Linked DNA regions of Mus musculus: region 1 is linked to region 2. The links are chromatin contacts, called in public promoter capture Hi-C maps. All regions are on one chromosome and are shown on one strand. Each heading gives the region's core, a stretch centred on a gene start, on an enhancer-like site or on the middle of the called end of the contact. The rest is flanking DNA. Distances are from core to core; before and after follow the strand shown.

The links. Capture Hi-C pulls out chosen DNA fragments and counts their contacts.
Region 1: a contact with region 2 is called in a promoter capture Hi-C map of pancreatic islet. The contact joins two enhancer-like sites. A contact is called at or near these places in 7 of 39 promoter capture datasets (the C10 cell line, cranial neural crest, embryonic stem cells and 4 more), 5 of 115 datasets of contacts at active chromatin or transcription factors (all in embryonic stem cells) and 2 of 9 other capture datasets (embryonic stem cells and pancreatic islet).

What each region holds. Positions count from the first base shown.
Region 1 is chr4:148,944,130-148,949,529 of GRCm38.p6, forward strand. It overlaps Casz1 (castor zinc finger 1), which reads left to right. Exons shown (of 21, transcript NM_001159344.1): 16 at 129-467; 17 at 1,894-2,092; 18 at 2,861-3,032; 19 at 4,395-4,546; 20 at 4,664-4,805. It overlaps Gm13205 (predicted gene 13205), which reads right to left. Exons shown (of 3, transcript NR_154553.1): 2 at 4,638-4,778; 3 at 3,360-3,776. Among named protein-coding and RNA genes, the nearest start is that of Gm13205, 5.5 kb to the right of the region's middle. Within about 2 kb of position 4,007, at least 33 of the 459 cell types and tissues checked have an H3K27ac peak or open chromatin away from gene starts, as enhancers often do. A contact at or near this core is called in pancreatic islet, where this site is marked.
Region 2 is chr4:148,658,923-148,664,517 of GRCm38.p6, forward strand. Gm572 (predicted gene 572) reads left to right here. Exons shown (of 12, transcript NM_001368835.1): 5 at 4-147; 6 at 5,461-5,499. Among named protein-coding and RNA genes, the nearest start is that of Gm572, 18 kb to the left of the region's middle. Within about 2 kb of position 3,384, at least 10 of the 459 cell types and tissues checked have an H3K27ac peak or open chromatin away from gene starts, as enhancers often do. A contact at or near this core is called in pancreatic islet, where this site is marked.

The DNA.
Region 1 (5,400 bases), core at 2,757-5,256, 290 kb after region 2:
GTGAGTCCCTCTGCTCAGGTAGGGTCCACACTTCATGCTAAGCTCCACTGTAATAGGGTCACATGGACTGACCCGGCCGTGGGGCCTATTGATCGATATCCTGAGACACCCTCTTCTGCCTCCCATAGCTTCCACTTCCGGACAGAGGGAGGAACAGCAAAAGGAACCCCAGAGGCTTCCTTCCCGACCTCTGCTGCTGAGACCAAACCTCCCTTGGCACCCTCGTCCCTGCCAGCACCTCCTGGCACCATGGTCGCTGGATCTTCTCTGGAGGGGCCTGCTCCCAGCCCGGTCTCTGTGCCCTCCACCCCCACCCTGCTCGCCTGGAAGCAGCTGGCTTCCACCATACCCCAGATGCCTCAGATTCCCTCCTCAGTGCCTCACCTGCCCACCTCGCCCCTGGCGACGACGTCTCTAGAGAGCGCCAAGCCTCAGGTCAAACCCGGGTTCCTCCAGTTCCAGGACAAGTGAGTCCCTCCATGAGCCGGCACCTGTCCCTGTGTCTTGGGAGTGGGTATGGCCAGGGCAGCAAGGAGGCCCTGCTCCTCGCCTCGCAGAGTTACACTGGCTGCCCTCAGCCTCTGGGACTTAGTTTTCCAACTGTATGCTTGTACCGAGCAGCCAGTAAGTGGGGGGATGAGGGCGCAAGCGACCTTACCCCCAGTGATCCGTTGGGATCCTTCAAGGACTGGCTGGGGTGAGCTAGGTATGGGGGTCCCTCAGGAAACTTCCTGGTCCTACAAAAAGGCTGTGTTCCCTTGGGGTCACCTTGCTGGCCAGCTCTGTGGTGCATACCCAGGCTGAGTCAATAGGACAGGGAAGGCATGGATGGGAGCAGGGCCTAGGCCCCTCAAAGTCCACACCGTGGTCAAGGGTGGAAGGAACCTTCTTCACTTAATGGTGGTGGCTTCTTGCGGCGAGAACGGTGACTTTGTATCATAAAGTGTGTGGCTTCCTGTTCTCAATAAAAAGTAATAAATTGGATTATTTATACCACCTGAGTAACAGCTGTCCTCCCTCTCTGAGAACCTGGGGCTGGGCCCATGGCACGGAAGGGTACAGGGCTCTTTTGTCTCTCTCCTGTTTCCTGTACTCTCCTCCTTTCCTGATGTGGTAGCCTCCTTAGCTTCCTGAACCAGCCCAGAGCTCCCACCATGGGTCCATTCTCTGGAGAACACATCTCTCCATAGCCTGGGGCCTCCCAGCCATGGCTGCAGCTCCCTAGCGCGCAACCCTAAGAGACACTGGGGGTGGGGGGCTCCAGCTCCTCCCTGCTCATCAGCACCTCCGCCGGCCCCAGCACTCCCCAGGTCCCTAGGTTCTCTGGGTAGGCGGGCACTGTAGGCCTCAGTTGACCCTGGGATGTCCCAGCAGCTGTGAGCCCTGGCGGGATTTGACACCAGGCACATGCTACCACTTGCTCACACCCCACGGTAGTGGCGCTTCCTGGTAGAGCTGCCCACCCATCTGCAGTCTGTCAGTCAGCCACATCCACACAGTGCCATGTCTTGCCAGCCAAGCCCTTGCTGGCACCCAGCCAGGAATGGCAGCACTATCCATTATTTTTATGCCCAAGAAGTTAATGCAGTCCTCTTATCTCTAATCCTGGGGTGTGGCCTTGGAAACTACATGTCCCAGCATGCACTGCTCTGAGCACCCTGTCTATGGCAAACCCCCATCTACCAGGCAAGAGTTCCCAAAAGGAGACAGGGATGCATGCTGGGATCTGTAGTCTCTAGCTGAATGTTCCCGTTGAGCAGGAGGGTGACCCACTGTGTTCCCCTCGATTACACTCCTGGTGACTGAGGAGGGAACCCTAACACAAACCCAGAGAGGACATCAGCGGGAGGGCTTGGGATGCCAATGACCTTCTGGGCTGTGGTTTCCTTCTAGCGATCCATGCCTGGCGACGGACTGCAAATACGCCAGCAAGTTCCACTTCCACTGTCTCTTCGGGAACTGCAAGTACGTCTGCAAGACCTCGGGCAAGGCTGAGTCCCACTGCTTGGACCACATCAACCCCAGCAACAGCCTGGTGAACGTGCGAGACCAGTTTGCTTACTACTCTCTACAGTGCCTGTGTCCCAACCAGGTCAGTGAGGCGGGGCGGGGGAGGCTCAAGGCCCAGGGCAAGCTTCTCCTGGCAGAGACTCCACTTTTCACACCATTTTAAAGTTGGCCTGCACTAGACACTGGAAAGGACACCCACTGTCTGTCCCCAGAGCCCCTAGAGGCCCCTGGGCAGGGGTCCAGACTGATGCTCAATTGGTGAGGGCTGTCATTTCAGGCCTAACTCCCAGTGGTGACTAAATGCTATCTCAGCCACCGTGTGTTTGACATCATTTGTGCCCATCCTGGAAATAGCTATGCCCCCTTTCCCTAGAGGCCTAGAATTTTAAAATAGGCTCATTGGATAAAGAAATAGAACAGTCCATGCCTGGCAGAAAGAACAGATCAGGTTCTCTTTAAAGGCCCAGTCTCCAAGATTGGTAGGCTGCCTGAGTAGTCACAGGTAAGGTCTAAGTGTGCAGAAAAGACTGTTACAATAGATTAGTGATGTCTACCTAGGTTGGGAGTGCTGGGGTAGATTAGTGATGTCTGCCCAGGTCTTGTCCTACAGGGACGAAATTGAAAAAACAGGTTAGAGATGTCTGCTCTGGGTGTGGCATTAGCAAAGAGGTACAAAATGTTTTAATGATGCGACAAAGCAGTCCTACTGCTTCACGCAATTGTGTTTTCTAACTGGGAGCATGGAAGAACACAAGTGCAGAGAAACTTCCATGGCCCAGAGACAAGCAGGAGCTCACAGATGTTCCTGCCTGGCCTGACGCACATACGTATGCCTTGCCTCCCTCCGCAGCACTGTGAGTTCCGGATGCGTGGACACTACCACTGCCTCCGGACGGGCTGCTACTTTGTCACCAACATCACCACCAAACTTCCATGGCATATAAAGAAGCATGAGAAGGCTGAACGACGGGCAGCCAACGGGTTCAAATACTTCACCAAGCGCGAGGAGTGCGGAAGACTAGGTACTGAGGCCAAGGGTGGGCAGGGACTTCCAGTAGGCCCGGGCCACCTTTCCAGGTACTGCTGCCACCATCCCAGCCCCATGACCCGTGAACGATATCACAGACGTCATCTGCCAAGTGTTGTCTGACAAGTTGTAAAACATCAGAGCCCATACGTCCCAGAGGGACAGCGAGGGCGGCCCCAAGAATCATCCCCACCCCAAGGCAACACCCTGGGGCCATACCCTGCATCCTCGGCTCTGCTTCTCTTGCTTCCCCGAGTGGACAGATAAGACTCGGACGTCCTGTGAGCCCTTTAGTTTTGAGGGTTTTGTCCACAACGAGCTGTTTGCCATTTCAGTTATTTATTTACTTTGTAAAGCCTTTAGCACATGCTTACAAAAACTGAGGTACGTGAGGTGCCAGAGACGGAGGCTCCGGGTGCTTCTGAGCTTGGCAGCGGGTGTCTTTCGATGCCTCTCGGATACCTTCCTGCTCTGGCCCTATAGAGAAGAGCCTCAGGCCCACAGGCAGAGGCAAATTTAGGCGCAGGGCAAGCTTCTATAGACCTGCAGATGTGGGGCAGAATTTTCCTAGGAATGGACCGGAAGCTGGAAGATAGGGAAGGGCGGGTGGATAGATGTGGTGTCTACCGGGCAGGCCTCTCCTGGTCATGTGCTCACGGTGGTAGGGGCCTTTGGAGTTCCTGGAGGTTGCTGTCACCTCCAGTCTGGGCCCTCCGTAGACGGCTGAGACAGTCCAGAACTGCCAGAAGAGAAAGAAAACAACCCTTTCCTTTAAGTGTTAGTTTAAGAGAGGATCCCTGGCTCGAGGAGGGCCGGTAACCACAGCAGCAGGTGCCCACACCTGGTGGCCTCTGCTGTGCTGGGCTTGGCTTTCAGCTGTCAGGGGACTTGTTCTTTACTCAACAGTTTGGTGGCTTTGGTAGTAGCTGGGGCCAAACAAAGCTGGGAGGTGACATAAGACACCTGGCCAGCCCGGTACCATGGCAACGGGCAGGCCCTCGCCTGCCCTGCCTGCCCTGAGCTGTTGCCTGTTTAGGTCCTGCCTGCTCTGTTTGTTCTCAGCCTAGGAGGGCGGAGGCAGGCTGGAGGCCGGCTGACCAGCAATCTGAACAAGGTGGCTGGCTGAGAGAGGTCCTTTCTTGAAGGTCCCTTGGCCACGGATCTGTGACTTCTCAGGGAGGAGTGTATAGAACAAGCCAAAGGGGAGGCCAGGGATTAGCCAGCCAGGCAGACTTGGCTTCCTGGAATGAGCTAGTTAGAGGTATTCCCCCGGATGCCACCTGCCTATGTGGCACGTCACCTCTGTGCCCAGCACACTATCTGGGGAAGCTCATGGCTGCTGTGTTCACACCCACAGGCTGCAAGTACAACCAGGTGAACAGCCACTTCCACTGCATCCGGGAAGGTTGTCAGTTCTCCTTTCTCCTCAAGCACCAGATGACCTCGCATGCCCGGAAGCACATGCGGAGGATGCTGGGGAAGAACTTTGACCGAGTGCCCCCATCCCAGGTGAGAGCCCCCCACGTGGCTCAACGGTCCTTCCTCTTAGGTGCAGGGCCCCATGTTACCCATAATGCCCAAGGAAGCCGTGGGCTACTACCTTAGGGCCCCTCTCCTTTCTTCCAGGGTCCCCCGAGCCTAATGGATGCCGAGACAGACGAGGGCATGGACTATACAGGCTGTAGCCCTGGAGCGGCGTCCTCAGAGTCTTCCACCATGGACCGTAGCTGTTCCAGCACCCCTGTGGGCAATGAGAGCACAGCTGCAGGTGAGTGGCCCAGGCCCAGCCGAGTCGTGCTTGGGACACAGGTTGAGAGTCAAGCGGCCTCCAAGGAGGCCAAGGTGGAATGCAGCAGACAAGCTTGTACAACGTTGGGCATTGAGGCCTCTCCTCTGGCCATTCTGCCCACATCTCTGCTGCTCTCCCTCCCCCAGATCACTTCAGTTTCCCCAGAGAGGGACCAGGGCTTGTCCCATTAGCCCCAGAGAAAGCACCAGAGCCCCTGTACCAGCCTCCTCATGGCCTCAGTCCCAGCCTCCATCCAGAACCCAGAGCGGGGACCCCCCCCTCAGAGGTTCCTGCCTCCCTGCCGTGTCCTCTGAAAGGCCCTCCCACCATGACCTCTGCCCACACTGCACCAAGCAGCCTCTCTCCTTCCCCCCCTTCTTCCTTGCTGAACCTCTCTGCTCATCTGTCCACATATTTCCATACTGCACTTGCCATTGGGTTTCTCATTTGGGTTTTTGTTTTTGTTTGTTTGTTTGTTTGTTCTTTTTTTCTCTGCTTCTCTTCATCCTCTCCAGGCTGCCCGGTTCCTCCTCCTCCTCCTCTTCCTCCTCCTGCTGCGGCTGGTGACGAGGCT
Region 2 (5,595 bases), core at 2,134-4,633:
CAGAAAGCAAATTACAGGTTGGAAATCAGAATGTTTCAAAAAGGGGCGAAAAGGTTGAAGCAGAGCGATCGCTACATAATGAGGTGTCCCATGATGGTGGCAAGGCTGGGTGAACAGAGCGTCCGTTGTCATCCCTCATTCATCCAGGTAACAGCCTGAGAAGGCCCTGGAGAGCACCCCAGGTGGTAGGGGGGCATCCTGGGCTGGCTTCCGTCAAAGGCCCAGGTTGATGGTTGTGGTTCGTGAACCTTGGGACATAGCCCAGCAAAGCAGACAACTAGAGACACGGGATAGGACCATTCTCTCTGGATGTCCGTAGTGTTGGCTGGCAGTCGCCTTCCACTGGGCTTTTGACCAATGAGGCCTTTGTCAGGATAAGGGACGGGGTGAGTAATGAAGTCTCTGAGGCTGTGTTCTTCATGTCATCCAACAAGCATCAAACCAATATTTGTGTTTTTCTCTTTGGATTAAGGGATGTTGCTGGCTGGGTCCTCTCTCTCTCCTTCCCCTCTTCCCACCTCCCGTCTCCTGTGTGTGTGTGTGTGTGTGTGTGTGTGTGTGTGTGTATGGGTATATGTGTATGTGTTCATATGTGTGAGTTTCTCCTGTGAGTCCCAAGGACAGTGGGAGTCAGAGGACAACCTCAGGTATCAGGTCTCGCCTTTCACTTTGTTGAAGATAGGGTCTATCACTTGCAGCTCCATGTGTCAGGCTGGCTGCCTTCAAACTTCTGTGGAGCCTCTCAACTCTACCTCCTCTCTTGCTGAAGGAATGATGAGATTACAGACTCCAGCTACTACATCTGGCTTTATGTGGGTTCTGGCAATCCAAATTCAGGTTCATACATTTTTTTTTTAAGAAAAAGATTTATTTATTGAGTTCATATGAGCATGCTGTCTTCAGACACACCAGAAGAGGGTGTGGGATCCCATTACAGATGGTTGTAAGCCACTATGTAGTTGCTGGGAATTGAACTCAAGACTTCTAGAAGAGCAGCCAGTAGCCGGGCAGTGGTGGTGCATGCCTTTAATCCCAGCACTTGGGAGGCAGAGGCAAGTGGATTTCTGAGTTCGAGGCAGCCTGGTCTACAGAGTGAGTTCCAGGACAGCCAGGGCTGTACAGAGAAACCCTGTCTCAAAAAATCCAAAACTAAACAAACAAAAAAACAAAACAAAAAAAAAACCCAGCCAGTGCTCTTAACAGCTGAGCCATTTCTCAAGCCCCAAGGTCTTTAGATTTTTGAGGCAAGTGCTTTATGCAGAGAACAATTTCCTCGGCTTTGAGGTCTCTTTTTTTTAAACCTAGGTCATGTCATGATTTATAGACATCAGGACTGGGGGCGGGGGGTGGGGGAGGAGGGTGCTCACAGTCCCAGGTTCCATCCCCAGCAGTCAGGAGCAATGGATTTCAGATATAACATCCCAACTGGAGAGAGCACAGGCCTGTGGCATATTCCAGCTGTGTGCTGTCACTGCCTGGTAGCATCCCTGAGCTCAGGTTTCTCTGTAGCCCTGGAAAACAGAGAGACTAGGCTGGGGCAGGGGAGGGTTGCAAACCCACAGCAGAAATGCATGTGGCAGACACAGAGAAGGGGAAGGGATGGACCCAAGCGTTCATTTCCTCAGAGCAGCTTTTCTTCCCACCTACACTGCTATGTCAGGCATGGAAATGATAAACCTTGTTGTTTATCATTTTGGTGCTAAGGATGGAAATCAGGACTTGGCATCTATAGGGCAAATGCTCCACCATTCAACCATGCCCATGCCCCTGCCCTGCATTGCTAATGCCGACATCTCACAGTAGGCAGGAGGTGCTGTTTACAGCCCCATTTTACGGACTGGACAAGTAGGCAAAGAAGTGAGAGTTGCCGCCGAGGTCTCATAGCAGGTAGTGGCAGAATGGCTCTATGAGCCTGAAGTATAAGGGCCCATGGTGAGCTAGAACAAGCCCTTCAATGAGCCGCTGTTTAAGCTTGACCCAGCCTTACTAGAATTTTCAGCTTTTTAAAGAGAGGCAGGAAATCCATAGTTGAATGTAAAATTACATCATAAAAAACTGACTGTGCGCTGGCAAAGCAACTCAGTGGTAGGAGTGCTGGCCTAGCATGTGTGGGGCCCTGGACCCCTCAGCAAGGGAAGGCTGTTCACTTTAGTCATTGAACAGTGAGCAGGTGTTCACTTATTTTGCTACAAGGGTCTCACGTATCTCAGGCTGGCCTCAAACTCACCACGTAGCAGGAGGTGACCTGGAACTTCTGATTCTCTTGCCTGCATCTCCCATGTGCGAGGATCACCAGTGTGACACCGCGCCTGGTTTATGTGATAGTGGGGATTAACGTATGGCCTCGTGCTAAGGGAACACTACCCACGGAACCGCATCCAGAAAATTGAACTTTCTTTTTTTTGTTGTTTTTGTTGTTTTGTTTTGTTTTGTTTTTTGAGACAGGGTTTCTCTGTATAGCCCTGGCTGTCCTGGAGCTCACTTTGTAGACCAGGCTGGCCTCGAACTCAGAAATCCGCCTGCCTCTGCCTCCGGAGTGCTGGGATTAAAGGCGTGTGCCACTACGCCCGGCTTTGAACTTTCATTTTGTAAATACCGTGTGGCCAAACAGAATGGTGTGTTTAGATCAGGGTTTGATGGTGCACTTCTGGAATCCCACGTGCAGGGGGTTGAAGCGAGAGGATTGTAAGTTTGAACTCAGTCTGGGCTACAGAGCAGGAGCCGTCCAGCAAGTGAGTGAAGGTGCTTGTCACCAAGCCTGAGCTTGGTTCTTGCAACCTGCAAAAAAGGAGAGAAATGAGTTGTCCTCTGATCGACCGTCACACACGAACCATGACACGAACATATACATCTGCCTACACAATAAATAAATAACCCAAAAATCCCAAAACCACAAATGTCCAGTTTTGCCTGATGACATGAGGAAGAAGGAGAGGAGAGGAGGTTGGAGGGAAAGACCAGCTAATGACAACCAGCTTCATTTAAGAAACATCCGGATACACGTGCCGAATGCCGGGCTCTGTGCTGGTGCCAAAAGATCAGATCTGAATGGACGTTAGCCTTGCCTGGGGAGGGGCATACAGTTCCACTCCCATCTTTGTTCTGGGCTTTGAGGTGAGAGTGCAGAGGCTGGGGTCCCTCCTCTGTGCTTGCTCCCTGCATCTTGCCTCTGGACTCCTCTGCTGCTCAATTTTAAGAAGCAGTGCCTGAAGTAGAATGATGTTTAGGTCCCGTTGTTGTCTTGTCAGGCAGGGCATTGCTGTTCCTTAGAGTCATGGGCCTCATCTTAAAGATCCCTGCGAATAGTCATGGGGCGTGGGTTTGACAATCTGGGGCTGGTCACGTCTCTTTACAATGGCCTGTAATTCCAGGAGCAGCCGCTAGGGGGACAAGGTTGCTCGTGTCATATAACATTTCCCAGAGGAAAGCAGATCTGGTAGCCAGCCAAGCACCCACTTTGTCCCTTTTGACCTGCCCAGATCCTTAGCGTCCTTCCACAATGTAGATGTTGGAGCCTACAGTAACCTCATGCCCCTGAGTAGAGTCGCAGAGAACCGCTGCACCGGAGCAATGGGTCTCAGGTGCCCCAGGCTCCTCTGTTTCCCCTCCCCCGTCATAGAACCTCACCACCTCATCGAATTGACTGATTCATTCCTGGTGGCTTCTGCAGCCGCTTCCATGGCTGCACCTTGAACTTGCATTAAGTTTTAATTAAAGCCGTTACACCAGCCTTGCCCTTGGCTAAATGCAGCTGTGGGCACAGGGCACATAGATATTTAATACTCTGCCTCTCCCTGCTGATGGCACAGGGTGCCCAAGGGTGTACCCGAGCCATGCCCTGCACACAGCGATCTGCGAGCTTGCTTAAGTGTGCCCACAAGCCCCGAGCGGGAGGCTGCGCAATAACTATTCATTGCCCTGGGTTAAGTGTGCCCAGGGGCACCTGTAAACTCAATGCAGTGATTAGCGATTGCTCCCAGGGAAGACTACTCGAGGTCCTGCTGAGTGTCTGCTGGCCCTAAATATAGTCTGCCTGTGGCCACTTAAAGGACATGGTGGGTTTAGACTGTGCGCTTGATCCCACTTCCTTTTGTTTCTTTACACAAAATTGTTCCCTCCGTGGAAAAGCCCAGCCTCTAGGGCTGCCTTGTTGCACTAGCCCCGAGGTGTAGAAACAGGAGAGAGGCTTTGGTGGCTGCCCTGGGAAATGTGGAATCCCTTTACCATCTCACCAAACCTCAGATGTCATTCCCATTCCTTCCTCTCTGCTCCCAGAGTGAAGTCAGTACCCACAAGGTGAGGAAATTACAGGCTCCTTGTGGGTTGTGCTGAGCACCGTGGGCAATGGTAGGGGCGGGCAGGTGTCTCTGAAGCCAGGGGCAGCACAGCTAAGGCACCGACAAGGCTGAGAGGTCGGGGGTCGGGTATCCCCAACCCTGTCCACCTGTCTCCAGGTCTGAAAGAATGGATTCTGTACACGTGGTGGAAAGGGGTGTAGCCTTAGGTGGGAAAGTTGTGATGGCTCATTAGTCTTTTTGGACCCAGTGTCCTTAACTTTCACAGGTGGAGGGGAGGGAGTTGCTCTCTGTTAGCCTTGGCTCTGTCCTGTTTCTCAAGTGCCCTACCCATGCTTGCAGCAAAGATAAAGGGAGTGGGAGTGGGTGAAGCCAGTGGAAGGGGAAGAGGTGAGCTGTGAGCTGCTCTGTGGCTAAAGGCACTCCCACCCACACCTGACAACTCGAGTTCTGTGTCCCGGACCCACACGGTGGAAACAGCTGACTCCTCTCAGTGGTCCGTGGACCCCTGCACACGCACAATGTGGCAGGTGTGTGCTTCCCCCCCCCCACGCTGACATAATAAATACATAAATAATATAGTAAAGGAAAAGGAGATAGGACAGCTGGGCTCAGGCAGGTCCCTTGGCCACACCTCGAGGCTCAGGTGCAGGGAGAGACCAGCTGTCTAGGATTGCCCGAGACCATCCTTATTTTAGCATTGAAAGTTCTTCATTGGGGGAAAATGGAGATGACTGGGCATTTGAAACATAGCGCCAAGGGCAAGCACACTCTTGTATCTTTTGCTTATTGGAGTCTGTAGGGGATGGGGAAGAAGTGGGGGCCTTGGGGTACGATGAGGCAGGAGGACCTGAAAGAGGCCTGGGACCCACCCGACATCTTGAACAGCAGGGCCGTTCGACACACACACACACCCTCCACCTTGCCAGCTGTGCTCTGTGCTCCAGCTGCCCTGACGGCCTGGCCCAGGGCAGCAGCTGAGGTGACATTTCCCTGGGTCTGTTGACACTTGAGTCCCAGAACATAAATGATTTTCTTGTCTTAATGAGCAAACAATCGGGGCAGCCCAGCTCTGTCTCTGGATCCCTGCTGAGCCAATTGCCCAGGCAAAGGCTCACTCACTTTTGCCCACAGCACACAGCTGTTCCTTCCTCTTGTTCTGCAGGTCTCCAGGCCCTGGCCTCCAAGGACTGATGCTGGACAGGTAGGTGTGGTAAGGGCACTGTTCTGAAGGGTTCTGCTAGGCTCTGAGGTTGTCACTTCCATGGCCCCTTTGTGGAGAGTGTCCATGGACAGTAGT